3 separate regions of the Mus musculus genome follow, and all the other regions are linked to region 3. A link is a contact called in public Hi-C and HiChIP or PLAC-seq data. All regions are on one chromosome and are shown on one strand. The core of a region is the stretch at or near the end of the contact, and the rest is flanking DNA. Distances in the headings are between cores, read along the strand shown.

Region 1 (3,505 bases), core at 39-2,538, 170 kb before region 3:
GCACTCTTAGTCTGGAATATATGGCTATACCTGGCTTCTGTGTGCTCCCTCACAGTGAGAGAGAGAGAGAGAGAGAGAGAGAGAAAGAGAGAGAGAGAGAGAGAGAGAGAGAGAGAGAGAGAGAGAGCTGGGTTGGTCATACCACCAACTGTATCCCATTTGTTAGAATTCAGTCCAGCCTGTATTCAAGAGGAGGGCAATCAAATGGCACTCCTCAATGAGAGGTGTACCAAAGAATTTGTGGAGGTTCTCCATAGTTGTATATAAGCTGGAAGGAAGAAAAAAAAGCTCTCAGACTTTGTTTGTCCTGGCCTCAAAAACAAAAATTGAAAAGTAACTTACCTCACAGGTTTTTGTGAAGATTAAATAAAATTGTATCCACTACTCAAAATATGTTAGCTTAAACCATTACCATGCCGACTGAAGACCTAACTGATGCTGGTTCCGTCAATGATGCTAGAATTCCCAGCAGGTCAGTTTGTAGAGGAGGGTCTTGGTAGCCTCTGAGAAGTCCTGGGGCCTGTGCTGGAGGGACAGAGTGACTATATAAGGTTGGAAATCTTTGGTTCGCCTCCTTTCAGTGACAGTATCCAGATATAGGTCAGTGCACTTAAACCTGGCCCCATTTATGGCAATTTATTTCATTATAGGATAAAGTCGTCAGATTCATGAGTAATAATTACTGTGTCTGCCGCGCTTTTAACACCCCAGCCATGTAATCCTCACCTCACCCCATGAGTAAGTTTGATGAACACCCTTACCTCTTCCAGGAACAAGCCAGACCCAGGGTCATGTGGCTTGTCCCGAATCCCAGCGTGGTGAAGACACCTGGAGTGAGAAGCTGGGAGTCCTGAGTCTTCAGACCCTCTACCATGGCCAAGTGATTGCCAGTCATTGCTCAGTACCTAATGGTATATTCAATATGTATGTCAGTGACAGAGACAATAAAAGCCTCACATGGCAGGCCATTTTCTCTTCCATTAAATTGTCATTTTGTGATATTTTTGGGCACCCAAACTTGGACCTAGGAGGGTAGGCAATGTGGAGAAGAATATTCTCTCTGCTGAGGTTCGCGCCCAGGCTCTTGCAGCTGTTCGGCTCTGCATCTCTGGTCTGCAGTTCGCGGATCATGCAGTGGCCAAGGTGAAGGGCCAGTGCGCTTTCCTGGGTGTCCCCGCCCGCCGGGTGCTCACCGGGGGGCGCTGTGCGGCCTGCGCGCCTGGGTGAACCGCGGCCAGGGAGCGAGGGGCGCGTCCGGGCGGTGAGGTCGCCGCCCCCGCCGGGAGAGGGGAGTGGCCGCGCCGCCGCCGCGCCTCTAGCCAGCGCACTCGGAGCCCAGCCGGCGGACGCGGTGTGGGTGCACTGAACGCACGGTCGGCTGAGCGGCGCGGGATCCCCGGCAGCAACTGTGGCACAAGCCCCGCATCGGATCTGACCCGCGTTCCCCAGGCGGCGGCCAGCGAGCAGCACGCGGAGACGGAGTGGCCGAGCGGTTGCCGGGCGAGGTACGCTGCACTCCCCCGTGCCGGCTCCCTTCCCGCCCGTGCCTTTGTGCGCGCGGCCCCAGGCTCAGCCGCAGCCTGCAATCCCGGGTCATCAGCTCCCGGGGCGCTCCTGTGGGGCGCGGAGGCACTCCACCGTGAACCCACGCGCGCTCGAGGTCGTCGAGGGTGATCGCGGCCCCGTGTGGCTTCGGGGGCGGCAGGAGAGGGAAGGGGCTTACAAACTAAGTTGTTCTCTCACTTTGTGTTATTGGCTTCCTACCTACGGGCACTGGGGAACCCTGCTTCCCGCGGGCCCACTCGCATCCCCCTCCATCCCTCTGGCCCACTGGAGTTTCCCGGCCCCAGGTTCTATGGAAGGACAAGCTTATGGCTTCCTGTGGGAAGGAGAAGCGGAGGTGGAGGCGGAGGTGGAACAATGGGGCGTCCTGGGGAGTGGGGTTCAGGTGCGGTGTGCCCCGGCCGCGGCGCACCCGGAGGGGCGACCGGACCCGATGGATCGCCCTGCGAGTGCAGCTGCGCTCCGCTCCTTTGTTCCGCCACAGCGGAGGGGGCTGCCCCGGGTCCCGTTTCCTGCCCGGGATGGGATTGATTCACAGTCCCAGAGAGGCAAGGGGAAGGGGGCGGGGCTCGAATGGAAACCAGACTGGGAACGGGAGCCCTGCAGGGCGCTGGGCTGGGTGGAGCTCTGGGGAGGGGGTAATGAGAGTGCGTTGGAGTTAATTACAAACACAACCTTCTGTCTAAAGGCCTGTGGAGTTTATTTGCGGTGCTTTGTTCATACTACGGCCTAGCACTAATTGGTGCAGCAAGTTCTGTTCTTTCTTGAAGTTCTAGGCTCTGGCTATGGGAGTTTGCTGAAGGCAGATCTTGTTATTTATAACGGACGAAGAGGGCTTCTTTTGTTTTGTTTGTTTTGTTTTGAAATATTTTTCACAATGAATCAGGATATATGTGTGCATGTGTATCTGTGGATTTTATTGTGGCTCGGATAGGCTAACAAACTAAACCCCAAAGCGGGCGTGGTGGTGCACGCCTTTAATCCCAGCACTTGGGAGGCAGAGGCAGGCGGATTTCTGAGCTCAAGGCCAGCCTGGTCTACAAAGTGAGTTCCAGGACAGCCAGGGCTATACAGAGAAACCCTGTCTAAGAAGAAAACAAACAAACAAACAAACAAACAACCAAAACCAAACCAAAAACCAAAAAACTTTTTGAGACATGGTTTATTCCCTGGTTGACCTGAAACTCAGAGATACTGCCTGCTTTTGCCCTCTGAGAGCTGAGACTAAAGGTGTGCACTACCACACCCTGTTAGGTGTGTATAGAACCATTTTTGACAAAAAATAGTTTTCTCCGTTATCATACAGTTCAGTTAGGATGCTTTTCCAAGAACATTTGGGGCCTGGGAAGCACCAGGAAATCAGATTGCTAAATAAATGAGTAAGATGATGCAAGATTCTTTTTCATTGGTCCCAGAAGAAAGAAAAGACCCACCCGACACTCATTGTGGGTTTGTGTACTGGAGTCATGACTTCAAGTGTTCTGGGCTTTCCTGTGAGCCTACGGGAGTAAGAGAGAGAACCCTGCCTGACAGTGAATCTCTCTCTCTCACTGTTTTTAGGAGTAACATTGGGTGTTTGTTAAAGTGACCCAGTCCTAGATTGGAATCAAGAGTTCCAGAAGGATAAATTGACTTTGGGAGTGGGAGCAAACCTGGGGGAATCAAGCTATGGGTGTTTCTGAACAAGGTTTTCCAAGCAGAACTGGGGGTGGGGTGGGGAGGGGAGGCTGACATTTCCAGGTTCATAGTTAAGCCTGTGGGACTCTGATGGAAGAGACCCAAAGTCCAATGCAGGTTAGAATTACTGTGGTGATAACTTACAGCCTTCTGGCTGGGACCAGTGTTTCCTTTTGGACAAGCTGAGGGGCCACCATGAAACCACCACTTTGGTCATTTGCTGTCAAGAGGAACCAAAGCAGAAAGCTTTTTAACCTTAGAAGGC
Region 2 (3,944 bases), core at 20-2,519, 140 kb before region 3:
CAAGGTGTGAATGCCACGGTTCCAGGGGCGCCTTTGCTTCTAAGTGGGGAGCCTTTCCCACTGAGCTGAAGGAAAGGTAGTATTTGGATCTAGTCATTAGGGCTTAAACTTTTTTTTTTTTTGGATGTTAGGTTGGCTAGTCAAGATGAAAATTGAGACTACAGTGATGACTCTTGGCAGGTTGCACTGTCTAGGCAGCCTGTTTACCAGTGGGTTGTGCTCTTTGTAAGTTAGCTCCTGGTACCTGGGATGAAACTTTTTCCCATAGCTGCAGTATCCAGATAACCATGGGATTCCTTTTGTTTGTTTGTTTTTGAGACAGGGTTTTACTATGTAGCTCTGGCTGAGCTGGAATTGACTATTTGGACCACACTGGTCTCAAACTCACAGAGATAAAGCTTGCCTCTTCCTCCTGAGTGCTGCTTTCAAAGGCATGTGCCACTCTGCCAGGCATGCTATGGGGTTCTGTAACACCACATACAAAGCATTTCTAAGTATTCACAACAAGTTGAGCGTCAAGTTTTCTTCTCACTTAAAAAACAAACAAACAAACATTTATTTACTTTTGTGTATGTCTGGGTGACATGATGAGCGTGTGCTACTGGGTAGTGTGCACATCAGATGACAACTGCTGAGAACCTCTTTTCTCCTGAGGTCCTCCTGGGAATTGAACTTAGACTGTCAAGTTTGGTGGCAAATGCCTTTACCCACTGAAGCATCTTACTGGCTCAGTTTCCTCATACAAATTTTAAAATCAATATGTTCTTGAGTGGGTATGTGCCTGTCATGGTATGTGCGCACAGGAGTCAGATGAGAAATTACAGGAGTTGGCTTTCCTTCCGTCTTGTGGGTTCTGGGGACTGAACTCAGGTTAGCAGGGTTGGTCGCCAGCCCTTTACACACTCAGCCATCTCCCCAGCCCAGGATAGCTCATATTAATATGGAGTTAGCCACATCTCTAGTGGAGTTATTGTGAGGATTTAGTTTATTACTGAATGTACAGCCCTTTGGTATGGTGAGCAGTCAGTGCTAACTGGCGTCATTTAAAAATGCAATTTCTTGGAGAAATGCACTGTAAATTAATCTTGGAAAGCTGAGGCTTGTCATCTTAGAGGAAGCTGGTTCATATATGGCCCAGTCTGACATCGCTCTGCAAGGGCTGGTGGCAAAGGTGGTTTTGGAAAGAGATTCTTCTGGAGTGTGCCAGTTTTGGTTGGCGATAGTGATGGCACAGGGCAACAATGACTTTGATTTCTAGTTGGCATTTTCTGTAGATGGACTTTGCCTGGGAGGATGGATGGGTAGTAGGTTTGTTTTGGCAGCAGGTTGGCATCATGGTAACTTCAGCAGTTTGGATTGCTGGGCAGGTGGAGGTCATTTCTCTGGCCATATAAAGAACTCACCTGAAAGTTTTGCTCATAGACCTGACTTCTTCTTTTTTCTTCCAGCTGGAAACCATGGCCAAAATGGAGGTGAAATCCTCACTTCTGGACAATATGATCGGTGTTGGAGATATGGTTCTTTTAGAGCCGCTCAATGAGGAGACGTTCATCGACAACCTGAAGAAGCGCTTCGACCACAATGAGATATATGTGAGTACCTGGAGGCTTTTCTGCCTCTCACTTGCTTTCTTTGCTCTTTGTTCTTAAGCGTTCAGACAGTTTTGAGAGTCTACTAGATTGGCATAGGCACTGCACTGATAAGTCCAGTGAGTATTTCCCAACAAGTTTAAACACCAGTTGTACTCAAGATATTGCACATGGGTTGAGGTCACACTAGCACAAGGGCGGTGTTTCAGTTCCTCCCTCTGAGGACGTCAGTCCAGACAGCCTTGAGATCCATTGCCATCTTGGATACCTTCGGAGGATTAGAACACTAATCACTCAGAAATTGTTCACCAAAACAGGGCCGTGAGCTATCAGGAAAGACTGGAACCTTCCTGATACTTGTCCATAGAGGGACTGCAGTAGATTGCTGTGTTAGCATACGTTTCCTGGAGATCGGCATCATTATGGTTGCAATTGGTGTGATGGCAGGCACGAAAAGACAGAGTGTAAACGTATCCACTAGTAGACAAATGTATGTTTTCCAGATCCCTGAAAACGGACTTCACAGTGTCACTGTGTTAAGCTCTCCAAATGTATTAAAAACATGAGCTAAAAAAATAGATTTATCTTCAGCCCTTGCACTTGTGGACATAAAGGGGTGGTGTGAAGTCAACCAATGAAATGGGGTATTGATTTTCAATGCGAGGGGCCTAGAAGCAAACAGAATCGGTTGGGCAGAGGTAGTGGAATAGATTTTTGCCTTGCTTCTGAGCTCTTTTCTTCTTTAAAAAATGTGCTCTGGACATCAGAATGAGTTGCATTATTGGGACGGGCAGGGTTTTTCTTATTGGTGTTGGGAGGAACTAGAAATAAATACAAGGAGAGATCTAAAGGTGAGAATTAGCAAAGCTTTGACTTTTGTAGAACAAACTAGAACTTAGATGAAAAATTATAAGCATTATTATTATTATTAGTCACATAAAGCTTTCTGTTCTATGTAGTCAACTCTCTTAGTCCCTTAGGACCTCTGTAATAAATGCTATCTTGTATGTGACACAAGTTTATTTCTTGTAATCTAGAAAGCCCGGGAGAAAAGGACTAGCAGGTTCTGAGAGGAGGGCCTACCTCTTGGCTGATGGATACAGATGCTGCTGTGTCCTCCCAGGAGGATAGCACTAACCACATTCTTGTGGATTCAGCACATGACCTGTTCACCTCCCAGAGACTCCCCCTCCAAACCACAGAAGCACTTAAACCACAGCACTCAGGGCAGCACTTAAACCACAGCACTCAGGGCAGCTCCAGGGAAGCTCTCACTAATCAATTTCTTTGTGTGTGAAATAAGTCCTCATCTGGAAGTTTCACAGTAAAGGGAGACGTGTGACTCCCACTTTTAGGATATCTCTTTGATAACTGAATGCCCACCTGGGGATAGTAACAGTTCAGTCTCCTTAAGATGGTGATCCAAATGGAAAGGGCATTGAATGCTACTGTGGAGCAGGGGGATGGCCTTGTTTGGCTTGGTGTCAGTCACTTCCCTTCTTGGTGTAGCAGGATGGCTTCAGGTGGGAAAGCCTGGCCATTCTGTGGCTTTAATTGAAAGTATGGTCTGCTATCAAATGAAAGATGGTCTGATAGCAAATGAAAGATGGTCTGATATCAAATAAAAGATGGCCTTTAGACATTGGTCTCTGAGACTCAGACAGGAGGAATCAATTATATCCTAACTAATGGTGCCGATCGTTTTTCTTTTTGGCTCTATGCAGCACAGTTCCCTTTTAGATGAATTGAAACTAGGAGAGAAGGGCATTCTGTGCATTTGAATACCTGATTTGTTGTGGCCACTAAAAATAAAACAGTCTCCCTCGTAACAAAGTGGATCTAGCAGACAAAATGTCTGGGTCTAGGCGCTACCTAATTTTATTTTCTAAACTATTTCTCGAATGCCCTTTCTGGCTATATGACAGAAGTAGAAAATTAACTTTAGCTGTAGATATTGACATCAGTCATTTTCCGTGATACTTGATGGCTACTCTTCTGTGAGCTGTGTGCTCTCCCTTCCATGCCTTTAAACATGTCATGTTAGATGACAATGGTGTCTGTATTTCCAGTGGTAAAAGGCAGGTTCTAGAATAATACAGATAGCATTCTCTTGCTCCCTCAGGACATTTATGAGTTTGTCTGACTATGCTGCACTGATGCCCACATAGAGCAAGGCTTCTTAACCGAGTACAGTGCAGGAGAATTCCATCTCTATTTTGTAAGTTAAGCATATATTGTTTTTGCAACAAAAAAAATGCAAGAATTGCGTGATATATGGTTATCATGGTTCCCAGCCTCAAACACCATGCACCCTACTGTAGGAAACCTATTTCTGGCTCTTATTTTGATAATATT
Region 3 (3,631 bases), core at 762-3,261:
ATTCTTCCTGTCCTGCCTTCCTTCCTTCCATGAAGAACAGTGGAAATGAAAACCCTTTCTTCCCCAACTTGCTTCTGGTCATGGTGTCTTTGCGCAGCAATAGTCACCCTAACTATGACACCAATACACTATTCCCAAAAAGCCATCTAGAAATTCAACTGCCCTCCCCTCCTCTCTCCAGATTGCTTTTCATGGTAGCTGTTTAAGGGACAAGCCCATTCCTGTGGACCACCCCTCCCTCTGCCAGAATGTGGCCAAATCAAGGGTGGCCTTTTGACTTCCTTTCTTTGAGCCTGGCAAATGTTTCAAAATGCAAATTTCTTTAAAATGCAAATTTTCTGTAAATGGTCAGGCAGAAGGAAAGACAGACCAGACACAGGAACCAGCAGCTTTAAGATAGCATGGGCTTTTAGTATTTAGTGGGGGAGGTCCTACACAGGACCATCCTTATAAGAATCAGAGCCCCCTATTACAAGCTGGGAGAGTTTCAGAACAGAATATGGCGGCAGGCTGTTGAAGAGTTCCTTTGGGCTGGAGATTGTCCATTGCCAGGAGTGAGCAAAGAATGGTGAGCAGTGAGGGAAAGAAGGTCAGGATAGATCAAGTCCAGCCCGTAGTGGGTCACCAGAGAACAGAGGCAGGAACCTAGGAAACGAGTCCGAAATGGGGATTACTCTAGTTTTAGGAAACCTCCACCTTTGAACCAACATGGAGAAACTTCTCAAAACGTGGCTATCGCTAACAATCTGCCTTCAAGAAAAGTGAGGTTCCTCCCCCTCCCCAGATCCCCCAGTTTTTGTTCTTTTCCTCTTCCAGAAGTTTTCTCTAAGCTAATAAGATGGCACCTCATCTAAGACAATATTTTTGTATCGTATTAATCTGCATATATACACCCATTTCAGAACCACATTTGTGCCTCTATTGCTAGAGGCTCTGACAAGTCCATTTCCACCTGGGAAAAAATAACAAACAGAACAAATACTGCTCAGAGAAATGGCAAGCTTTTCACTCAGCCAAGTCTGATGTTAACACATGCACTCCCAACATTTGAGAGGTTCAGGCAGGAGGACCAGGGGGTCAGTTCATTTTGGTCTAAATGAGAAGTTGGAGCCAGGTATGATTGCTCATGACTTCAACCCCAGCACTTAGAAGGCAGAAGCAAGTGGATCTCTGTGAGTTTTGAGGCCAGCCTGGTCTATGTAGTAAGTTCCAGTGCCAGCTGGGGTTATGTAGAGAAACCCTGTCTCAAAACAACAACAACAACAACAAAAGAAATTGGAAGCTATGTGATAAAAGGAAAAGAAACAAAAGACATATTCGTATTATGTCCTGGAGGGTACATTTGATATGTAGCACATGTATTTACATTCTCTTGTGCTCATAGGCTCTTACTTAAGTATGTTACAGGAAAAAGTGTTAATATGACCAGGTGTGGCTACTACACAAAACTGGCTACCCCCTTGCAAACGTTTTTCAGCAACCAAGGTTTGAAGTGGAAGGCTAAACGTTTTAGTACGTTAAGCCTGTCCTTCAGCACTTGGTGTGAATGACAGCTTATGGATAGACAGGTGGGCAGGCCGTCCCCTAAGCTACAAATGGTTCTTGAAGCTACATGGCTGGTGCTGTGGGCCTCCAAAGACAAAGACTGGCGTCTACAGTCTCCTCTGTGCCTTACTTCAAGTTTGTAAGGGAGCCATTTCCTCCGCTCACTTTTGGAGCTGAGGGATCAGAGTTGGAAGAAGCTCGGTGTGGCAACTCATCCCATTTAACCTGGAAGCTTGCCTTGCTAGAGGAAGGTTTTTCTTGACTTAGCAGCCCCTGTCATAAGATTGCCCTCAGCGACATGCTTTTAAACAGCCGTGTGCCTTTTATTCTTTAGCCACATTACTGTTTCTCTAATGGTGTAGTTGGTTTTGCACAATTAAAAGAATCCAGAATTCCATAGCCTTTCACCTTTGGAACAGGCAGATCTGAGCTGCATCTAATCAGGATGTTCTGGAGATATTTGTGTAACTGTGTTGCAACATGTCGCTGCCCTTTTGAATTCCTTTTCTAAAACAACACATCCTGTCCCTCTGATATTACAACTCGAGTTATGAATATTTTAAGAAATAGAAAAAAAAAACCCTCCATGGTAACAGATTGGTGTGCACACCCCGAACTCAACTAGGAAAGGCCAGGAGGCTGACCCCTCGAGGGGTCATCACTTCTTCCTGGGAAGAACTAGAAGCTTCCTTTCCTCGCCAGGAAGCACTGGAGGTTCTCCACAAAGTAGCCTCGGTGGCTATAGGCGGTTCTGACAAGTTGACAGGAATATGGGTGAGAGATCGAAGAGCTGATGGCATGGTGCAGATGGGAAGTGAGCATGTGGTGTGAGCAGGTAAGCAGGGCTGAGGGCAACTGCATAGCTGGAAAGGAGAAAGAGGAGGAGGAGGAGGAGGAAGCAGAGAGGCAAAAGCTCAGCCAGTTGGATGCCTTCGCACGGTTGCTAATTAATAAACAGACCAACTACATCCCTATGTTGATTCTTCCAGTTTGTGTTTTAGAACTCAATAAAAATGATTTGTCTAAACTATGAAGCTGACCTCAGACAGTGTGACCCTCCCAAATCACAAAGCACCCCGAGTATTTGCATGAGCTTCCATCCCCCCAGTCCCTGCCATCCCCTCCAGTGAAGTACACAGGACAATATGGGCTCCCAATCTCCTCACCCCATCCACCTCATGTAGGGGCTTGGCCTATGGCCTTTCCTCACTAGGGTCAGCCTCCCCAACAACCTCCTCTCTTGCCACCTTCTCAGAAGTTGTAAAAAAAATTTTATAACATTTTGGCAAAAAGAAAAAAATTGCTAGTGGTAAAGTGAGTCCTTTCAAGCATTTAGCTAACTTTAAATGTTTATACCCTTAGTAAGATTCTTCTCTTCGATTTTCCTATCACAGGGACTGGGCATAAAGTGACAAATTGAGTTAAGAATAGATTCAAGTATTTCTACTAAATAAAAAAAAATACCATTTTCATTGACAGTAGACATCATAGAAAACATACAGTCAACCTCTAAAACCCATGGAAATACATAAACTATCCCATCTCTTTATAATTTTCTAGTTAAAACTCTGAAGCTCTCGAGTGGGAACACTTTTGGTTGTTTTTGCTGACTTAGGGACAGGGCCTCATGTTAAAGAAGTATTCTACCCTAAGTTACAGGCTGAGACCTCATTTAAATAGTCCTTACACAGTAGATTATTTTTCTCTCTCCGTGGCTAATTTTATAGCAGTATTATTGCCAGCCTTCTGCCACAGCAAACATGGGACCTGTCAGCCACACAGATTGACTCTGGGGGTGTGTATGAGAACCCGGTAATCTTTTAAAAGCTTTTCTGGGATTCTTGGTCTCCAGCGATGCATTATGTCTTCTTTTGAAATAAAGTTTATCTGTGTAGTGAAAGAAGATTTCCACACAAGCAAAACCTGATTAAGTGTTGAGTGAGACCTCACACAGTGTGAGCCACCAGGTCTTTAAAAATAAACATCTACTCAGGTACCTGCCAGTCTTACCAAGAGCAAGAACTTGGCTATGACCCTGCAACACGCTAGGGAGCCTCCTTCAGTTCAGAGGCTGCCTGTCTATCCT

Evidence for each region. A called contact is a pair of places that touch in the nucleus more often than the background predicts. HiChIP or PLAC-seq counts read pairs in DNA pulled down with a chosen protein or histone mark.
Region 1: a contact with region 3 is called in an H3K27ac HiChIP or PLAC-seq map of embryonic stem cells, with 10 read pairs. The contact joins the promoter of Myo1b here to the enhancer-like site in region 3. A contact is called at or near these places in 4 of 39 promoter capture datasets (cranial neural crest, embryonic stem cells, epiblast stem cells and 1 more), 12 of 484 Hi-C or Micro-C datasets (3T3-L1-derived adipocytes, the C2C12 cell line, the N1E-115 cell line and 6 more), 22 of 115 datasets of contacts at active chromatin or transcription factors (the NIH/3T3 cell line, bone marrow-derived macrophages, cardiomyocytes and 11 more) and 4 of 9 other capture datasets (adipose tissue, embryonic stem cells, liver and 1 more).
Region 2: a contact with region 3 is called in a Hi-C map of liver, with 2.4 times the contacts expected there. The contact joins two enhancer-like sites. A contact is called at or near these places in 2 of 484 Hi-C or Micro-C datasets (liver and nephron progenitors), 2 of 115 datasets of contacts at active chromatin or transcription factors (both in embryonic stem cells) and 3 of 9 other capture datasets (adipose tissue, liver and pancreatic islet).

The regions. Positions count from the first base shown.
Region 1 is chr1:51,913,761-51,917,265 of GRCm38.p6, reverse strand. Myo1b (myosin IB) reads left to right here and starts at 1,288. Exons shown (of 31, transcript NM_001161817.2): 1 at 1,288-1,505. It overlaps Gm33795 (a long non-coding RNA gene), which reads right to left and starts at 1,104. Exons shown (of 3, transcript XR_001778914.2): 1 at 762-1,104; 2 at 343-525; 3 at 1-268.
Region 2 is chr1:51,880,731-51,884,674 of GRCm38.p6, reverse strand. It overlaps Myo1b (myosin IB), which reads left to right. Exons shown (of 31, transcript NM_001161817.2): 2 at 1,449-1,592. The coding sequence starts at 1,458. Among named protein-coding and RNA genes, the nearest start is that of Myo1b, 33 kb to the left of the region's middle. Within about 2 kb of position 1,269, at least 2 of the 459 cell types and tissues checked have an H3K27ac peak or open chromatin away from gene starts, as enhancers often do. A contact at or near this core is called in liver, where this site is marked.
Region 3 is chr1:51,739,396-51,743,026 of GRCm38.p6, reverse strand. No RefSeq gene overlaps it. Among named protein-coding and RNA genes, the nearest start is that of Gm31636, 120 kb to the right of the region's middle. Within about 2 kb of position 2,011, at least 13 of the 459 cell types and tissues checked have an H3K27ac peak or open chromatin away from gene starts, as enhancers often do. A contact at or near this core is called in adipose tissue, embryonic stem cells and liver, where this site is marked.